2 separate regions of the Xenopus tropicalis genome follow, and region 2 is linked to region 1. The links are chromatin contacts, called in public Hi-C maps. All regions are on one chromosome and are shown on one strand. Each heading gives the region's core, a stretch centred on a gene start, on an enhancer-like site or on the middle of the called end of the contact. The rest is flanking DNA. Distances are from core to core; before and after follow the strand shown.

What was found. A called contact is a pair of places that touch in the nucleus more often than the background predicts.
Region 2: a Hi-C map of liver shows a contact between it and region 1, with 3 times the contacts expected there. The contact joins the promoter of dpagt1 here to the enhancer-like site in region 1. A contact is called at or near these places in 4 of 5 Hi-C or Micro-C datasets (gastrula embryo, liver, neurula embryo and 1 more).

The regions. Positions count from the first base shown.
Region 1 is chr7:80,395,494-80,400,194 of UCB_Xtro_10.0, reverse strand. nlrx1 (NLR family member X1) reads left to right here. Exons shown (of 10, transcript XM_031905682.1): 7 at 3,268-4,661. Among named protein-coding and RNA genes, the nearest start is that of nlrx1, 9.5 kb to the left of the region's middle. Within about 2 kb of position 2,349, at least 1 of the 11 cell types and tissues checked has an H3K27ac peak or open chromatin away from gene starts, as enhancers often do. A contact at or near this core is called in liver, where this site is marked.
Region 2 is chr7:80,536,728-80,541,428 of UCB_Xtro_10.0, reverse strand. It overlaps dpagt1 (UDP-N-acetylglucosamine--dolichyl-phosphate N-acetylglucosaminephosphotransferase), which reads left to right and starts at 1,945. Exons shown (of 9, transcript XM_031905751.1): 1 at 1,945-2,189; 2 at 2,830-2,950; 3 at 3,155-3,368. The coding sequence starts at 2,044.

The DNA.
Region 1 (4,701 bases), core at 1,100-3,599:
ATGAAAAATTGCTCTGCGCTACTTTTAGGGTCTCTAAAATACTGATTCAATGCAAAGGAAATAATAACCAAGGGTAAAAAAAATTATTTAAGTAATCAACAAAAAGTTGTGGTATTAAATATACTAATCAGGAATGAAAAATATTTTATATGGTTTTGTAGGAAAGTCCCCCCCAAGTAAATAGATATAATGGGGGAAGGGGCTGGATTTGCTGCTATGGTGGTTTGCTGCCTGGGGGATACAGTGCTTTGCTAAAGTATTCACCCCCCTTGGCATTTTTCATGTTTTGTTACATTCCAACCTGTAATTTAAATGTTTAAATGTGATGGATCTGCACAAAATAGTCTAAGTTAGTGAAGTGACTAAAAAGTCCTGGTGCAACCAATTACCTTTAAAAGTCACATAATTGAAATGAAGTCCCCCTGTGTGCAATCTCATGATCTGTCAGTATAAATATAAAATCACATGATCTGTCAGTATAAATACACCCTTTCTGAAAGGCCCCAGGGGCTTTAACACCACTAAGCAAGAGGCATCACACCATGAAGACCAAGGAGCTCTCCAAAGAATTGGCGTACAACACATCCCATCACCCCAAGAACACCATCGCCACAGTGAAACAGGGTGGTGGCAGCATCATGCTGTGGGATATTTGTAAGCAGCAGGAGCAAAAATCCCAGAGCAAGATGTGGCAAGCTCATAGAGACTTATCCAAAGCAACGTGCAGCTGTAATTGCCGCAGAAGGTGGCTCTACAAAGTACTGACTTTAGGGGGGGTGAACAGTTATGCACTCGGAAGTTTTCTGTTATTTTGTCCTATTTGTTGTTTGCTTCCCAATAAAAAAAATACATCTTCAAAGTTGTAGGCATGTTCTGTAAATGAAATGATGCACACTCTCAATACAGTCCATTTTAATTCCAGGTTGTGAGGCAAGAAAACATGAAAAATGGTGAATACTTTAGCAAAGCACTGTAGGTAATGAACCAGATGCTCAGATCTTTGCTTTCATTTTCTAACTTGTGGACTGACCAAAACTGATTGGCAGTGGTCATTAAAAGGGAACTAAACAATAAACAATGGTGCCCCTTTTTGTTCTAGCTATGCTGCTGCCAGAAGATTAGGTTCTGTTGCAGGAAGCATCTCCTGCTCAGCTGTGTTGCTTATTGTCAGATTCAGAGTGACAGAACTAAGAAGGGAACTGTTGGGAAATGTTTACTGCATCAGTTCCTTCTGGTGGCTGGCTGCACAGAACAGCAGGGGGAGCTGCATTGCAGATTCATGATATTGGCAGTGTAAGACTGTTAATATCAAAAACTAAATGAAAAACAGTCGTCAATTTTACATTAATTTGTAATTTCCCAGTTTACTGTACTGTGTTGCATCTGCAGTGCTAAATCAGACCTTAGGTGTTCTTAGCCTGGATTGTTTTTAAAAGACAGATACGCTTAAAATATAATTAAGCTCCCTATTTTAATTGCATATCAGCTATTATTTGAAATCTGCCTATTGACCATCCCTCATCTAATATGCAGTATTTACAATAAACATTACCTGAGAGTTGGAGGGGCACCATTTCCAGCTGGCTGTCTTTCTTTTCCTACCCTTTGCTTGACACGTGTGCATGAGTGATTTACTTGCTTTTCTGGCCATCTGTATGAAGTGTTTTTGACATGTGGATAAGCCAGAGGAGGTTGCAAAGCATGCTGCCAATAAGACTTAACTGCTCTGTTCAGGTTATATGGACAATGTTAAATGGTACACGTGTATACTAGCTAGCAGGCAGTTGCCAAAGCTTTACTATTCCTTTTAAAAGATGATGTCGTACAAATAAGTCTATGAAGCCCCTGAAAAGACTGGGGCTATAAAATCATTTAAAAGGCCAGATGCATCCTGGAGGGTTGTGGTTAAAAAGCACTGTTTATAAAAGCATAACATAAGCAGCATATTTAGTGAGCAGCTAAAACTCCAAAGAAGATCGATTCTATACTGTAACTGTAAAAATGTTTTATTCAAAGCTGAAATTCCATTTTTTTTGCTCTGTGTTTTACATCCGCTCTGCTGTGCACAGCTATATTTTAACAAAACCTATCTGATCAAAGTGTGTAATAAAGACTTTTTATAAGGCTAAATATTCATGACTTGCCCCCAAAAGACCCACATATGTAGGTGCAGGTACTTAAAAAAACTTATTGTTTCTAGAAATAATGCAGGCTAAGTAAAAATGCATTAATTTACTTAATCAAGGGCCCTTTAATTTGTGAACAAAATGCCTTTAAAAGAGGAAGTGGTAGCCTCTGGCTTGTCCTGTTTTACCAGTCTCTGTGTTGTGGAACCTGAGTGAGTCACTAAATGTTGCAATTAACCATGCCTGCTAATAGATTGTGTAATTAGTAGATGCCAGTTCTCAGAAGTAAAGTGTTTAGATTGCAAAAATGTTTCAGTGTTGCTGTATCGACCACTGAGATTTGTAAAATCAAGTGCATTATAGCACATTCCTCTCACTTCATAGTTTAAAATGTCTACACTGAGCAACAAGAGTTTAATGAGTGGGTTTAGGCCTTATTTTGAATACTACTGAACCATTAAAGGACATGTAAAGCCTACATTTGCCTACAATGTATATCAGTTGGGTATGTCTCCCCCATCCAAATGGCATCATTTGTACTGCATAGATCCCCTCTGTTTGCTAGCACCATCACATTTTCCTAAAGCAAATAGCAGCTTTCAGCCATTTGCCATTTTCCCTCTGATACATAATCAGATACATTTAAATCTGCAAACTGCATATACACACAAAGACCCTTATTCAGCATACATTTCATCAAGAATACAGGCTCACGCAGACAAAACTGTCTTTTGATAAAAGTTCTGCTTTGTTTGAGCTGAGCTCAGGAGAGAAAGTTAGGAGAAAAAAATTGAAGCAGACAGCTAGAGCTGAGCTTCAATGGGAACCAGCAATGCCATCTCTTCACTGGCTGCTAGACTGGAGGGCGTGTTTAGTAATCTGAGCTTAGAACAACTGAGCATGCCCACAAGCCTGAAGTCAAAGCAAATTCCTGAGGGAGGAGGCTGAGTGGGTTACATGAGGAGAAGGAAATCAAAGTGATTAAGGGGATGCTGCAGCCTTACTATTAACCTCTGGACAACCAGAGTGGCAGGTATTGAAAGATTTCAAAGAGGCTGTTCACTGATTACATTTTTGTGTGTGGGGTTACCTTACTGTTCCCTCTGCAGTTTGAAAATAACCTTTTTTTCTCCTTCCTTAGGCCAGTGTATTGGTTACCACTCGTCCATCTGCTCTAAGGCGGATCCCTGGGAAATATGTGGGCCGTTATGCAGAGATCTGTGGCTTTTCGGATATGGAGCTTCAGAAGATGTATTTCCATTTGCGCTTGGGCCACAAAGATGCTGATGTACGGGAGACTGAGAACTTGTTAGAGATGTTGAATCGGAACCTAGAACATCACAGTCAGCTATCTGCTGCCTGCTTCTTGCCATCGTATTGCTGGTTAACCTGTGCCACTTTACACCTTCTCTATTACACTAAACCTGGTAACCCTACTAGGACTCTGACTGGCATTTACACTAGTTTTTTGCGTCTCAACTTTGCCGGAGAGGTTCTGGATATAACTCACCCATCCAAAATTTCTCTCATGCTTTATGTGGCACGTTTTGTAGGCAAATTAGCATACGAGGGCTGCCGTTCTCGACAGACTCGCTTTTCTGAGGCTGACCTCAACCGCTGTTTTAATGTTGCATTAAATTCTGAAGAGGATATCAACCTCCTTAGTGTTTTCCGTACAGATGCATTCCATTTCTTCCTTACACCATGTATCAAGCCAGGTCATGAGACGACTTTTGTGTTCACCATCCCTGCCATGCAGGAGTATCTTGCTGCACTTTATGTCGTGCTTGGAGAGAATAAGACGACCCTTCAGCGTGTAGGAAGGGAAGTCTCTGATATCATTAACAAAGCTGGAGAAGATGTGGTTGCAGTGGTCAATGTGTTGTCAAAATTCCTTCCCCTACGTATATTTGCGCTTTTTAATCTGTTGCGTGTAGTTCCTAAGCTGTATGGCAAGGTGAGTGGACAGAGCCGTGAAAACATTGCCCAAACAATGACTAGTGAAATGTTTCGGGAAGAAGATGCTTTTAATGATGATGTTTTAGACCAAATCAACTCTAGCATATTAGGTGTAGAGGGACCCTCTCAAAATACAGATGAAGATGTGTTTGGGAAGCAGGAAGCATTTGAATTGTTTCCCATATTTATGGCTGGACTTCTGTCTCGTCAGAATCGAGCTATGTTGGACCAGCTAGGCTGCTCAATCATGAATACATCAGCACTTGAGATTACACGGGGACTGAAGAAACACTTGCTGAGGTGTAGTCTTCGCCGATTACCACCTACTGAGCTGATGGACTTTCTGTTCTTCTTGTATGAGTTCCAGAATGAAGCATTTACAGCAGGACTTGTTTCCTCGCTGCAGGATTTAGACCTTTCTGCTGTGAGAATGACACCTCTTAAGTGCACAGTGGTGTCGTCCGTAATGGGAGGCTCAGGGAAACCCATGACAGAGGCCAACTTCAAATCCTGTGATCTGGATCCTGATGCAATACGTGCTCTGTCTCCAGTACTACGAAGATGTCAAAGCTTAAAGTAAGGAAATGGTGAAGGGAACACAAAAAAAGCACATATA
Region 2 (4,701 bases), core at 696-3,195, 140 kb before region 1:
TCATGAATTTAACAGCATGGCTCTTGAGTTGCTTGTCCTATGCAAGAAAGGCTTCTCTTCAGAGGTAATACATACTATGATGATTTCACAGAAATCTGTGTCTTCCAAAGCATTCTATTGGATCTGGAAGATCAACTGGGACTCTCACTCAGCATACCATTTGACACCTTTTCCATTGCTCACATTCTTCTTACAAGCAGACATGGACAAGGGACTGTTTCTTTTTTAAAAGAAACTGGCTACACTCCCAGATATTGGCACCTTTTTCCAAGGTGTCAGCCACCTCTACCTAACCTATTGTGAACCCATCTTACCCAGGGTTCTAAACCTGGTGCTGTAAGTGCTCCCCTTCAAACCCTTGGCATTTTCTACCCTGGCTTACCTGGAAAATTGTGTTCCATGAGGCTCTGGTGTCAGCGTGCCAAGTATCCACATCTGGTCCTCCATTCTATCACATAAAGATTTTGGCATGATGCAAAGCTTGCCTTTATAACATTGTCCACAAAATGGTGCCTGCCTACTTCCTATGATCGACTGAATAAAACAAGTGTAATGCTATTTTGGCTATATTTAAGTAAAACCAGGCTAGTATTTAGATGAGAGCATGGGTTACATGCGACTCTGTTTAACAGGATGGGCCTTCGCTTAGGTGGAAGAGACCTGGATGGAGCTGAGGGTGTAGTTGAACTACAGCTCACTCTAGCTGTGTTTATTGTCCAAGACACATGGAAAGCAAGGTTATCGCATACTCACAAACAAGCAGAGGTAGATTTTACTTGACAGTACACTCTGAGGAAGAAAGAGAGGATGTACACCATTTTATCCCACCTCTTGGTAGAGTCTGGGCACCTTTCACCTTTCTACCTCTTGGTAGAGTCTGGACACCTTTCAGCTTGATACCCCTGTGGAGATAGCCTGGTAAGATATCTTGTCCTACATGTTGATAACCTCTAGTAAATGAATCCTCCGGGTGAGTAGGGATCAGGGTTTATTCTAACCTGTCACCTATCTGTACTCCGTGGCCCTACACTGAGGCAACATTGCCAGATAGGAGAATACTCCCAGAACTAACTCTCCGTTGTTGGGGCTATTAAACTGCCCTTGCTTACTAGAGCTCACTATTTTACTTTCCTAGAAAGTGCTATGACAGAACTGCTATGCTTGCTAACCTCATTTACGGGGCCCTGTCACCGACTTCACCAGAGTGGATGGTGTCACTCTGGGGTAAATTGCTTCTGGGGCCTATAGTCTGCTCCCAGGCTCAGTGGTCCTTTGCACTGAGAAGCAGAGGCAGCCAAAGAGGAAGCCACACCTCTTGCTAGATACTATATCAATCTGCAAGGGGTGTGGTCAACCTGACTAAACCTATAGGGTATAGTTACATAACCAAACCTAAGTACAAAGGCTTTGACCAATAACAGTGTAGATATGTGAAGAGGTAGGGTTTAAATCCATAGGGGAGCTAAACCCTATGGGTCCTTACACAAGTTATATATTATGAATACAGTATATTTGAAGTTTATTTTGCTGAGCAGACACAATAGAAATACATTTGGAACTATTTCTTAGGGTGACAGGTCCCCTTTAATGTCAGGTACAGGATATTCAACAGCATAAACCATAACCTATAAGTGATGTCTCCTTTCCAGAAAGTATTGCACATACTAGAAGGCAACTGCTAAATAAACTCTTACATTAAAACCCCTCTTTCCGACTTCCTACACCTGTAAATGTCTCTGTTTTAAATCGTATAGAAAAGACAGTGTTATTAACATTAGGCCCAGGAAGCGGCGCTCTATGACTGCTGTCAATCCAGCTTCTGACAATTCGCTTTAGGGGAGGCTCCAAAAACTTACGAACCACCTTGCTGTCACTTCTGAGCGACTTCACGCTGTGTAAAACGCAGTTCCTGTATCTATCGCGCCACGCCCCCTTTTCTGAGCCCACCAATCAGCTCTAGGAACACGTGGAGTAATTGTAGAACCGCTGTGTTGGAATCAATGAGGTGCGACAGGAAACAGGAAGAATATTCCACTGGTAAACATGCCGGCGGTGCCGCTTCTTCTCAATGTGGCCGGTTCCGTTTTAGGTGGTTTGGCCACAGCCACCCTTATTCCGGCTTTTAAGGAGCACTTTATCGCAGCCCGTTTATACGGCACCGATATGAACAAGATGACCAAGGAGCCGGTGTAAGTAATGGCTTGTGATACCCACAACAGGAAGGGGGGGTGGTGGTGACTGGGTCATACAAATATAAAGGTGCCGAAACATTTGTACATGCCACACAGGTCCAGACTGGGATTCAAAATGGTCCCTGGCATTTCAAGTACAAGGAGGCCCAAATAGTCCCCCAGCAGCCCAATAGATAGTGGCTGTGTATGGCATCACACAGCAGCCCCTTAAGCATTTTTTTCCACAGTGTGCCAGTCTGGGCCTGATGCCACATTTCTTTAACATTTCCCAAACTTAAAACATAAATACAAATCATAATATAGGGTTTTGTTTATTCAGAATAAAAACGTGACAACATAGATTTCAAGAATAATTTCACAAAGTTTTTATATTTGGACTTGGCTATAGTTGCATATGTGTTATATGATCCATGACTACATGTTCCTGCACCCTATGATATATCTTCTACTAAAGTCTTTCACTGCACTTCTATAAACACAAAATGTATTATGCATATGAAAACACGGTATGTATAAACTGCTTAAAAGTTTTGACAGCTGTATTGTGAAAGCCATAAATATTATAAAAAGCAGATTTATGAGTTCCTGAACACTGGAGTTTTTATTAATTTACCCCCTATGTATGTTTTTTTTTCAGCCCGGAGTCTCAAGGTGTTATCAGTGGGGCAGTTTTTCTTCTCATACTGTTCTTCTTCATTCCTGTACCCTTCCTCAGCTGTTTTGTGGAAGAGCAATGCAAAGAGTTTCCACATCATGAGGTGATGTAGCATCCAGTTCTGTAGCCCCCACACCTTTCCCCACTGCATTAACTATGTAGTCCATCTTACATATTTCTGTCACTTACTTGTAATTTCCTCTCCGTAATTTCTTAGATTCTTTTTAGTAGCCTTTTTTTTGTTGTCCTCATTTCTTGCAATTGCATTTTTACAGAAACATACTCACACAACTCCAACTTCTCTCAGTTTGTAGCACTTATTGGTTCCTTACTTGCCATCTGCTGTATGATCTTTCTGGGTTTCGCTGATGATGTTTTGAACCTTCGCTGGCGCCACAAATTGCTACTCCCCACTGCAGCCTCATTGCCACTTCTTATGGTCTACTTTACCACATTTGGAAACACCACAATTGTAGTACCTAAACCATTTAGGCCACTTCTGGGACTTCATGTTGATTTAGGTGAGTGACATACAGTATATAAATTAAAAGTCCTGTATTACAGTGCAGCGTGCTGAGAGCAGTTGGCTCCCCTGCAAAGCCTGGCCTGCAGAAAGTGGGACAGTTAGGTGGTGCTAGTAACTCCTTTTCTAAGCAGATTCCTTCTGTGTATAGTATATTCTTCTGTATAATGCAATGGCACAATTTTTTTTTTTTTTGCACAATATCCCTTAAATGGCTTTTAAAAGGATCATATAACAAGAATAAATTGAATAGGATAGGTTTCTTTCTTCTGTTGAATCACAGCCTTTCCTGAATCTACACCCACCAATGCATGATGCATTCTTATGTTACACATATTCTGTACCTCGTGATGATGATTGCAGGAGGTATGTCTTCCTTACGCTAACATTCCCATCAGACAGTCTAGCCTTTTATGGCAGAAAAAGGAGAAGGAAAAAACAGGAATATCCTCTCAGAGGGTTATCCCTGTATAGACTTCAGGACACTGCACCGAAAACCCCCAAAAAAGTGTAATTATTATCAGGTAAGTTTCTTGATCATGTATGGTATAGAAATTAAGACTTAACGTTTATTGTTAACTTTTTTAAAAAAAAAATAAAGTTTATCGAGGACAAAACCCTATTAAAAAACGCGTAAGGTGAAATACAACTCAAAAGAAAACTCTAACAAAATGCAAGGCTGCTTAGAGTTAACTTGCTTTCTAAGATTCGCTACAAAGTTTCATTTTACAAAGTAACCATTATAACTTGATTCTCCTAGGCCTACTACTAGTAGTCCTTGAAAAAGCTCCGCGTGTATAGGAGCGAAACGCGTGTCGGGCTTGGAGGGGGGAATGAACGGGTGTTGATGTGGGGTTCTGTGGTTGGAAGGGTGGGTTGAAAGGGTTGCACGATTGATGTGCATTTTAATAAGCGTGGGTGTTACAATCTAGAAACGAGAAACTGGGCTTAAAGCTGGGGCTAACTTCACTTTACTGCGGGATGTTGGCACACCGAAATTATCTAATTATAGCTCTATACCTAAAGAGAAGTGCATTCCTCATTTAATAACAACGGGGTTTGAATCCCCCTTGTGGCGAAGCAGTTATTTTGGATCATAAGGAAACTGAATCCTCTGCTTACTTGTATGGTAACATTTTCGCAACAATAGTTTCGGATACTTTTTAATCTCCCTTGAATTGCCCTCACAGGCCTAGGAGAATCAAGTTATAATGGTTACTTTGTAAAATGAAACTTTGTAGCGAATCTTAGAAAGCAAGTTAACTCTAAGCAGCCTTGGATTTTGTTAGAGTTTTCTTTTGAGTTGTATTTCACCTTACGCGTTTTTTAAT